2 separate regions of the Gossypium arboreum genome follow, and region 2 is linked to region 1. The links are chromatin contacts, called in public Hi-C maps. All regions are on one chromosome and are shown on one strand. The core of a region is the stretch at or near the end of the contact, and the rest is flanking DNA. Distances in the headings are between cores, read along the strand shown. Region 1 holds the start of LOC108479877 (homeobox-leucine zipper protein HDG2-like). Region 2 has its middle 3.4 kb from the start of LOC128290399.

What was found. A called contact is a pair of places that touch in the nucleus more often than the background predicts.
Region 2: a contact with region 1 is called in a Hi-C map of leaf, with 2.3 times the contacts expected there. The contact joins the enhancer-like site here to the promoter of LOC108479877 in region 1. A contact is called at or near these places in 2 of 5 Hi-C or Micro-C datasets (both in leaf).

The regions. Positions count from the first base shown.
Region 1 is chr3:40,895,384-40,900,958 of ASM2569848v2, reverse strand. It overlaps LOC108479877 (homeobox-leucine zipper protein HDG2-like), which reads right to left and starts at 3,825. Exons shown (of 14, transcript XM_053025670.1): 1 at 3,226-3,825; 2 at 2,921-3,093; 3 at 2,678-2,851; 4 at 1,812-2,032; 5 at 1,598-1,715; 6 at 1,317-1,505; 7 at 818-1,240; 8 at 613-714; 9 at 327-527; 10 at 82-256. The coding sequence starts at 2,782.
Region 2 is chr3:41,269,883-41,275,662 of ASM2569848v2, reverse strand. No RefSeq gene overlaps it. Among protein-coding and RNA genes, the nearest start is that of LOC128290399, 3.4 kb to the right of the region's middle. Within about 2 kb of position 3,057, at least 2 of the 2 cell types and tissues checked have an H3K27ac peak or open chromatin away from gene starts, as enhancers often do. A contact at or near this core is called in leaf, where this site is marked.

The DNA.
Region 1 (5,575 bases), core at 2,576-5,075:
GTCCAAACATAATTTAAGCATCGCATTCCAAAAAGTATATGTAAGGTAAAAGAGGAGTGTTGTAATATTAATATATTATACCCCCAACATCGCCGGTGGGAATGTTAGAAGCCATTAAACTTGCAAGCCTCTCACACTGTCGATCTAAAGTAGAAACCCATCGTCTTGCTCCGAAAGCATGGCCGGAGCTTACCAGTTGCTTGTACAGATTGTGAACACCTCCATCGTCCACTTCTACATGCTCAACCCATGTAACCTACATTTCATAATGGAGTAAAACAAATGCGATATGCAGACTATAAAGCATCTGAGAATGGGTAGTTTACCTTCGAGTAGCCATTGGGCATTTCTTGAATTAGGCAACCAGATGGTCTTCTTCTGCATCTCACAGTGGGACTGGGGCGTATAGTATCCAAAGAAACATCAACTACAGCCCAAGTTCCCTCTGCATGCTGTTTGCAGTATCTTACATAATAACTCTCACGAGTGGGAACAAGAGGTGAAAGAACTTGAAATTCAGCTGTCATCTGAGGATATAAATAGCATAAAAAAATTTTAATCGGTATAGTCATCAAAACAATTTATCGATATAAACATAGAAATCCACATTACCACTTGAAGGGCTCCATTATAATTCCCTGCTACTCCTGTTGAGAGAACATCCAAAGTTGAAGCCTTCGAAATTATTCCCGAAAACACAGTTGACCACTGGTTCTGAGTTTGGAAACAAAATCCCAAAGATTAGTGTTTTTTTTTTTTTTTGCTTGCAGAGGCTTGTTCGATTTTTCGGGTATATACATTGATTATAAAAGCTTACCACATCCATGAGAATCTCAACAAGGTTAATGTGGTTCATGATAACAACAGTAGTTTCTTTTGAAGCTTCGCATTTAAAGCCAGTAGGTTTTGGCCCAATTCCGCTAGGAAAAGTCCTAATATACTCTTCTTCATTCAGCATACAGGTGGTACCATCAAGACTGGTCATCCATAAAGGTTCCCCCATCTGAACCATTCTAACCAGTTCCTCCATAGCTGCCACCGCAAGCTCAATAATCATTGGCTTATCGGCCTCGGAAGGTGCACTAATAGACCTGAGAAGATCCCCAACACCATACATCTCCTCGGTGACAGGTTGTGAACCGAAATCAAATGGTCGAGGAAGCGCAGGAGATGAAAGTAGAGGAAAGTTCACCACTGGCTTGCCCACGTACTTTGCAGCTATTGCTGATATACGATCAATCTACATTGTTTCCATCCAAACGTTAGAAAACTACAAAAACAAATACTATGAACGTTGTAAAAATATAATAGGATACCTCTTCCCTTAATCGAGAATTCTCAAGTCTGAGATGATGTTCATCAAATGACATTTGTCCAACAGCAGTTGGACCTCCACAATTTGGGCATGAAGCAGTGCTCAAAGCTTCCCTATATCGCATGTTGTCAGCCCTTAGCTTCTCGTTCTCAGTTCGCAGCTGTGTGTTTTCGTGACGCTCATGCTGAGTCTGTACAAGAAAACCATTGACGTTTAAACAAAAATGAGCAAAGCTTAGCAAGGTTAGTTCCCATTGACGTTTTACTATAAATATAGTTATACCTTCATTTGTGTGCGCTTATTTTGGAACCAGAATTTGACTTGCAACGGTTCTAACCCTAACTCACGCCCAAGCTCCTTCCTTTGCTTGTCATCTGGGTGTGGACACTCTTTGAAAAATCTATAAAACAAGGAACAAAATTTTCAAAGAAAGAAGAAGCTTTTTAGCATATGTTGAATAAATTAACGAGTTAAATTAAAAATGTTTTTAGCTTACGCCTCCATTTCTTGGATCTGATGCTGGGTATGGCGATGATAACGCTTCTTTTTGTTGGGACGAGGATCTTGATCGTCTCCAGAGCCACCTAATTCATGATTTTCGCTACCAGATTTGTTTGTACTGTCGAATTCTTCGTCTCTCATTCGAGCAATTTCACTTTCAGAAGCGTTTTGGGTCATCTCAAGAGGGTGGAGTTGACCTTCCATCATGTTGTTAGGCTGCTGGAACATTATCTAACAGATCTTTAAGAGTCCGAACCTTATGGTTTTTCAATCTAACATTCATAATCGAAAAAGAAAATCCCACTCAAAAAACTAAAATAAAAATCCCATCTCCCACATATGGAAAAAAAAAAACGAAGGTTGTTCAGGGGGAAAAAAATGGTAAGCAAAAGGCAAAATCAAATTAGATTTGAGTGTACGGATTTATATATGATAAGTAGACTAAATTTATATGCGACAAACGCATGTTTTGGCAGTAATTTGACTAATGAGGAAGAATCAGGGGAGCTAGATTCATGGGCAAAAAAAGGATTTACGCGTTTCTCAAATACCGAGAAGGATTTTGCTTGGAATAGCAAAATATGACCAAAATCACTTTGAAAAACACATTTTCTTGAGTTCCAAACAGTGGAAAAGGAGAGACAGATTTATTGTTTCAAGTACTGTAATGGGGAGAAAAGATAATACGAGGAAATACCCATTAATCTGTTAAGGTTTAAGATATCGAAAAAGGGGAAAATCTGAAGAGATTAAGCACAAAAAATGACAACTGCAAAGACTAAGAAGAATCCCTTAGAAATCAGAGATTTGAAACGGTAGGCAATGGATGAGAGAGAAAAATATTTAGTTCTAAGTTCTAACCTGACCAAGTGTAAGTCCTGAGGATGTTCCATATCCACTAACGCTCCCGTTTCCGGTGATCATCGACGGCATGTTTCTTGCCGGGATCATTACTCCGGCTGGCATGATGTTTCAGAATCCCAAAAGCCTTATCCAATATTTGTTCATATATCAATGTGTTCTTCCTTTTAGCAGCTGAAAAGGTTCTCGTCCCTTCAGCTTATATTATAGTATATTTATCCTTATAGAATATCTGATTCTTACGTGCCAATGTAGGAGTAGGAGAGAATCTATAGAAGAAGAATGTTGAAATGTTGACGATTTTGAAAAAATCCTCTCATATGTAACGTTCCAACCAAGATCACGGAGAATCCAACTATGCCTTCTTTGTCAGTCTCCAAACCAACTCTCTTTCCTTTTCCGTTCATCGGCTATGTCTGCATCATTTCAGAATAAATAAATACAAAACGTAAGATGAAGAAAAACATAAGGGAATTTTGAGCTTATCAAGGCCAAAAAAAGAGACCGAAACACTGTAGACAAAACTTGGTTGCATATAAATTTTAGACCTAATAAAGTAGATCCCTCGAAAAGCCACAGGGAAAGGAGGAGATACGGATCTGCTTCTAGCCCTCGTTACCTGTAACTAATGGTTTTCCTGCGAAAGCAGCCTTTACCGTTTGAGCTATAAAGGTATATATAAGAAGTAGGTTTTAAGGGGCGTAGGTGTAGGAACAAAGTGACATACGAAGGAGATGAAGTTGCAGAAGATAAAGGAGAAGAAGATGAAGATGAAGATGAAGATGAAGAAGATAGAGTGAAGAGATGGAGAAAATTGTGGCTGCCAAAGAGTTAATGCAAAGCGTATTGAGAGGGTGCAATTGCATTTAATGGAGGGAAGCTGTAAACATTGAGAAAGAGATAGAGAAAGAGAGAGAATTTGAGGCTCTTCAAAGGATTAATCTTTTTTTTTTTTCAATTCAATTCACCCCCCAAAAGAGTTTCACAGTAATGGTGCAACGAATGACGGCTACCAATAACCTTCATAATTTTGGGGTCTTTTTTTTCATCTCCCTTTGTTACCTTTGGATTTATTTATTTACTCTCTTCACCTTCTGTTACGAAATGGGTTTACTTCCATGTTATTATCTCACTTTTTCATAATGTGAAAATCTCTTTCTTTCATTAATGGTGAAGAGGAAAAGGTTGGCATCAAGTTTTCCTTTTTAATCATGATTTAGATTCCACAGCATGTTTTGAGGGATCATGACATTCATTCATGCTGAAATATATATGTTCTAACTTTATATCCACACAACAAATCAAATTTAAAGATTCTGCATGAAAAATTCTTGGATGTTTAATTTTATTGATATAATATATGTATCAACCCACAAAGAAAATGGTAAAATATCTACATCAATTTCTGTTTATTATGTAGTTAAACATTTTGTTTATCTAAATGAGAAAACAACTTATTTTTTACAAATTAGTTTAATCAAAATGTCAAATTAATTTAATTGAATTTTATTTCTATTAATATTGTTAATATTGCAACAACTTAAAAAGTATATAGGTTAACACGATTAAGTAATATATTCTAATTCGAAATTGGATAATGTTACTATTATAATATTTTGTTTAAGGAACGATGAATTTTTGAAAAAAATAATGAACATTTTATGCATATTATTAACATTATTCCTATGATACACACAGAAAGAAAAATAACATGTTAAAAACTATATATTTATCTTATGTTTTTTATTGATGTACGAGTGCATAAATTTGAATGCGTTGAAGTATGTTTATCTCTTATTTAAAAGTTGGAAAGGGTTTAAAAAAAAAAGAGTGAATAGTTTTTTTAACCTGATTTTGTTTTTATCGAGAAAAAAAAGAATTTATTTTTATAAAATAAAAAAAAGTTACCAGTAATTTATGAAAAAGTATAAGTGGGCTTTTTTTTAAAAAATTAATTTGATGCATTTTAGGTTGAAATTACTATTTTTAATTGATTTAAATTAATGTTAAATGAAATTTTAGTGAAGTTGATCTCACTAACTTATGGCATCAAATTAAATATTAGTGTAGATATAATATGTTGAGAATCCTTAAAAGAATAGTGATTAGCAAAATGGTATTAATAAAATGTAGTTGCTATGTTAACGGTATGAATAAATGTGAGAAGGAATTGGCATGTAGGTTCCTTTATTTAATTTGTTATTCTTTAGTGCAATTAATATTGAGGATAAAATCGAATAATCATCTGAATTTTAAGCCCCTCAATCAATGTAACTTTTTTTTTTATAAATGTGTATTATAAATTAACAAAAAAGTAGGGTTTCAACTTTAATCATCAGAATACTAAATAGAAATTAAGATGTTGATTATGATACAAAATTAGTCAGTGAAGAATGTAATAATATGAATTTCAATTAAAATGTCAATGGTATATAAAAGCCATAAATCATAAATGCCCGTGTAATGCATCTATTATTGTAGAGAAGGTGAAATGTTTAAATACATATATTTATCTATATATAGATATCATATTCGTGGACACCCAAAGTTATACACACTCTTAATATATTTTTGCAATTAAATAAATGATTTCGTAAAATTAAAGCTTTCATTATCCATATCTTGCAATTAAACGTCCTAGAAAATGATGTAATTCAATTCATTTATACATTGACTATGTCGTTGTTGAGGTCAACCCAATGTTTAATAATTTACATTAAAAAGGTTTCGTATATATGATATGATGCACGCCAAGTATAATGATTTTTGCCATCACTACTTGAATATTACATGTATAATGCTAAGGAATCACCTTTTTCCCTCATTTAATATACCTTCAATAACAAGAAAGACAAACTATTCCAAATATTAAATAATCTTATTATAACCTTCTTCCTA
Region 2 (5,780 bases), core at 1,808-4,307, 380 kb before region 1:
CTCACATGAGCTGTGGGTTGGAATGTAAGCTGCACGATGTTGCTCACATGAGATGTGGTGTATCCGCAAAAAATGAAGAACCTCATCCATCGGTAGGACATTCAAGACCAGCACCCGAAACATGAAAACCCTAATGACATGTAATTTGTATCCTACGAATTCCTAAGGTTCAAACGGGGCTTGGTAGACATCATGGCATTATTGGATTTTCATCATTCAATTTACATAGCATTTAACATATCAACATATAATTTACAATAACATCAAAGCGGTATTTAATCGTACAAACTTACCTGGCTAAATTATAGAAATGACTAAGTATAGGGGTTATTTGGTAATTTTCTCTTCTCCTCGATTTTTCAATCGTTCTTGACCTAAATTAACAATTTCATTCAATTTATTAATTTAGACAGCAAAACCAATTCATTTTATGCAATTTAGTCCCTTTTGACATTTTTACAAAATTTCCCTCAACTTTTTCCTTTTTATTTAATTTAGTCCTTATGTCCTAATCATGCAAATAAACCAATTTTACTGAAAATTCATACTAGCCAAATACTAATAGCAGCCATTACTATCCACATTTGTCACAATTTCACACCAAGTCTTTGTAGTTTTACTATTTCAACAATTTAATCCCTAATCGTTAAATTCATCAAAATCACTTAACAAAATACTTATAAATAACAACTAATACCTCAAATTCATCATTTAACATATAAAATCACAAAGATTCATCAATGACAACATTCAAAATCTTTAACTATTTCAACAATGAAGACAACATTCAAAGTCTTTAACTATTTCAACAACGAAGGTACGAACTAGCTGTACTTAGTTGCAACGATCTCAAAAATATAAAAATTAAAAAAAGGAGATCAAAATGAACTTACATGCATCATCCATAGTAAGACCAAAGCTTGGAGCTTTTCTATTTCCATTTCCATGGTGACATTCGGTGTATAAAGAAGAAAATCAAATGATAATGCCTTATTGTTTTATTTTATTACATTTTAATTAGTTTTATTTTAATTAATAAAACATATATATTCATACTAAAACAAAGCCAACGGTTCCACTTTTTAACAATGGTATATTTGCCTCATAAACCTTTGTACTTTGTCCAATTATCTTATTAATTAATAGAGACTTGCTTTTGTAACTTTTATAATATATTTTTTTTTAATTAATTAACTATCTAAATATTAAAATTTTTAACGAAACTTTAATACAACCTTACTAACACTCAGTAAATATTTATAAAAATATTCATGGCTCGGTTTATAGAAACGAAGTCCCGATACCTCATTTTCTAAAACACTTGACTTTAAGGTTTTACCACTTGAACCTAATTGTTCATTCAAATAGCATAAGTTGCTAATATAAAAATTTATTTTAATATCATATTTGACTCGTAAATATTAAATAATAACATTTACTGAACTTTTTCTTCAATTTTTAAAGTAGTTTAGCTTAATTGGTTGTATTTATCTTTTTCACCAAAAAAAACTAATGCATAATTACTTATTGTCAAAATTAAATTAAATAAAATTTCACAGCCACATCAGCACTATTATATTTCATTAGAAAAAAATTAATCTGATTCAAAATTAAAAATTAAAAAATAAATTATCAAAATTGTAAATGATCAGGGTAGTTTTATTAATATACCTAAAAATAAAAGTAATAAAATGAAAATCGAACCTTTTTTATTTGGAAATTTACTACTCGAATTATTAGATACAGATTCTTCATCAACAGTTGAAAGTAGTTAGGTCTTGGCTCCACGACAAATGAACTTTGTGTTTGATAGCGTAATCAATTGCCCTACTTTACTGGTGACCCAATTTTGCGTTATAAATTAGGCAGGTAGCAGCTTAATTAAACCCTCTCTCTAATTAATTTATTAACTCAGTTTAAAGGCCTACAAACTTGCTTCAACGTGACCCCACTTCTTTATACAACATTTGGATGCACTGTTTCCACATACTTGTTGGTTTCTAAACAGCATATGTGCTATTGATTTACAACAAATATTTTATTTCATTCGAAACAAACTGATTACATAATGTTTGATTTTTATTTCAATCTACCTGCAATTAACTTGTATCTTATATCATCATCAGCATCAACTTATTTTCTTTTCTCAGAAAAAAACTTGGAACCGAAAGCTTTGATTTTCCCATCGACCTAACCAACTCCCCCGGAAAATCATATCAACTAAATCCACATTCATAGATATTATAAATACCTTTCCAACCAATGAATATCACGACTTTACTCGGGGTTTCATTGGAAAGCTTCAAAATAAATTATTTAAGCTAATATAGTAGCTAAGTAAACAAGTGATGTCTAAAAGCAATTGAATTGGAGTTTTTGATTGATAAATATGAAATACAATTAGTTAAGATTAGTCAACTTTTGCTTAGAACATGCAATGGCAAAAAAAAAAAAAAGAGAGATGGTGGGGGTGGTTTGGGTGAATGTGAGATATCTTTCATGTTTAGGGCACCAATTTTGAACTTCATTATATATAAAATTTTAATTAAAGATTAGTGTATATAGAACAGAAAAGGGTGGGCTGAAAGTTAGTAAATTGAGAAGGGGGCAAGGCGAAGGCGAGGTGGAGGCGTCAACACAGTTATATTAAAGGGTATCAATCACATGGGTTAGGTTATGAGAAGAAACGTAGGAGTGTTTTCCTTTGTTGTTTGTGCATGTGGAAATGCCCCCTTTCCCACTTTTTTTTCGGTGTTTATTATAATGGGAGACAGATAGATGCCACCTAAAGCTGGCTAACCTCCAAACGTGTATATGGGTTTCTATTTGACTCGGCTCACATCCATGTGAGGCTTCGTCTACTTCAACCTTCTTTCTTTCATTTTTTTTACTTGTATTGAACTTAAATTAACTTATTAACTGGTAGCACTAAACCTGATTAAGGAAAGGAAAGACTAAGCCCGAGACCATCACAGTAAAAGCAAGGAAGACAAGTAATGTGGTGAAGAAGCCAAGTTACCCAATTTATATCTGTAACAACAAAGGAGAAAGATAGCGATTATCCAGTTCAATTACTGGGGTACTCCAGCAATCAGCCGAATGATTGATTAAGATGGGGTGGGTCATCAAGTTTTTGACGATCAGATTCAAAAATAACTTGCATTGGTCAACTTCAACAGATAATGCATGCAGGAACGATTAGACTCCCACATCAATTAATTAAACCACCACATTGGTCACTACCATTAAAACCCAGACAGACATGGGATCAAAAGAAGCTTCGCAATTCAACTTAAGAAACAAGCAAAGCAGGTTGCCTTTCCCATTCAGCAGAGAAGGAAGGATTTGGGGGAATCAAGACAATTTGAGAGGTTGTGAAATGGGCCGCTTCGTTGTTGGGAAAATTGGACAACCAACACTACTGGAACCTATCCGCCTGACCGCCGATAGGCAGGTTGTTGGAAGCCCATCCAAAACATGCAGGCTGGGTCAAGGCCCACCCTTGACCATCTCCACGAACCAATTACATTTTCTGCTTCTTATTAACGCCAAAAATCAATACTAGCCGAATCACCTTATCTTGATCGAATTTACTTATTTCGACTGGTTATCTCAACTAGGACAAAATCCTATATATTATTATTGTATCTCTCCATTGCGATTGAAAGACCTCACCAAATTGACCATCACTTACAGAAAACATGATTTCGTCAAATGTTGTATGATTACAAGCACGTGGATTCATACATAATTTACACGTAGGCTTCACCCACACAATTCCCGCAAGGCTTAGGGGCAATAAGCAAAAATGGAAAATTAATCTTTTAGTCCCCATAAATAATATATTTATAAATTTATATATAGTAAACTTATAAATTAATCACACATTTTAGTAAGTATTTTAATGCTCTAATTTTTTTCAGTTACACGACGACATGCATTCACAAATCCATTATTAACATACCACATAGATCATGATATTTCAATCAGGCAAGCACATAGACTAGCATTGCCATTAATAATTTTTAAATCAAACAACAAAAAATATATGGTTAGAAAAACTTTTTCTTATGAAAGTATATTTTTAATCATTATAATCTTATCTCATTTGAAGGAAACTTTTACTTTAACTTTTCCTAATAATATGGTAGAAACCAAATAGATTTGAAATTTAGGAATATGAAACATCTCACTTAGTATAAGGTATTTCTAGACGGAGGTTTGAACATAACCTAGCATTTTCCAAGCACATATGCAGTTTCCAAAGTTTCTAAGATAGAACAACCTCTTCTCATTCTTCCACTTTAGAGTCGAACATAAAGGCATTTTAATTATCATGAATGTATCGAGTGGCACCACTATCTATCACCTACTCTTTTAGATTAGTCATGATATTGACTTAAGAATTACCAAGAAAATTATATCATTTGCTTCGATCAAATTGACATTTGGTTTAATAAAATTATAATTTTTCCATTCTTGATTTCTGCACAAAGTTATATAGTGGTGCAGTTTGTCATCACAATTGGATACTGGAATAGTAAATGTAGTTGATGAATAAAGCACTAGGTAGGTTCCCAAGAAAGAGAGGTGGTGTACATGACACTCTGAAGTACCAAGTCTTTCCTAGCCAAAACTATTCTTAGACATGCATTTTCACATTATCACACTTATTTCCAGCAATCAACTATGGATTTGCCACACAAAATAATTTCCTTTTTCTTCATTTTCTCAAAATTTTGTTTTGGGCTTGTCACCATATATTCATCCTAAATCATATTTAAAAATTAATTCAACTCATATATTGTTGGAGTTTTCGACATTGCATGTTCCATGTTTTGTTAGAATAAGAACAAATTTCTACTTGGGCCATAGAAAGGTGTTCAGCCTTTTTGATGATTATGGCCTACAAAGTTATGAGATGTTTGACAAAACAACAGTTGGCGTTTGACTAGGACTCTCAAATGCTTTAACAAATCCTATTGATGAGGCCATGAGTCTATTGAATAATGGTTGAGTTCTTATCCTTATCACCTTGGTTGAATGAAGAGTGGATTAAGGGATTTTTATCAAATTTACCCAAAGGATTTTCCAAGAGAAATATATACTATTTTAGAGGAAATTATTGTCACATCCCAAAAATTGTTTTAGTAGAATCGGTTTAGTGGACCGAGTATCCATTCCGGATACCAAAATTGGATTGAAAGTGATTAATAAAATTTGATAAAATATTAAAATAATATTCAGGTCCAAAAATTTAGGTTGGGAAATTAGAATTAAGTGTTTGGTTATTAAATTTCTTAAAACGAATTTTAAAAAAGAAACCATATTTGAAAATAATTAAGGAAATGGGTTTTAATTTGAAATAAAGACTTAATTGGAAAAGGAAGAAAATAGAAAGTTTTTAAATGGAAAATTTTCCAAAATTAAAAAATATGTTTCTTCCCTTTGGCTATTTAAACCCTCATTCATGTTTCCCTCTCTTTTCATCTCTTCAGTTGAAAATTTTCTAAACTATAAATCAGAGCATTTTCTCTCAAAATTAACTCATCCCTACTAATTTTCTAACCTTCCAAACACCAATTCTTCCTTCAATTGTAAAGAAAATTCTTTTTTTTCTTCATAAATTTCCTCATTGTTCTTCAAAAGTTTTTCATCGAATTAGATCTACAATTCGTCGTTCTTTTCAAATTAAGGTAATATTTTGATTCTTATTGTTAAAACTAAGCTTGTTCTTATAATTCGATATTTGATCAACAATTATGAATTTTATTAAATCT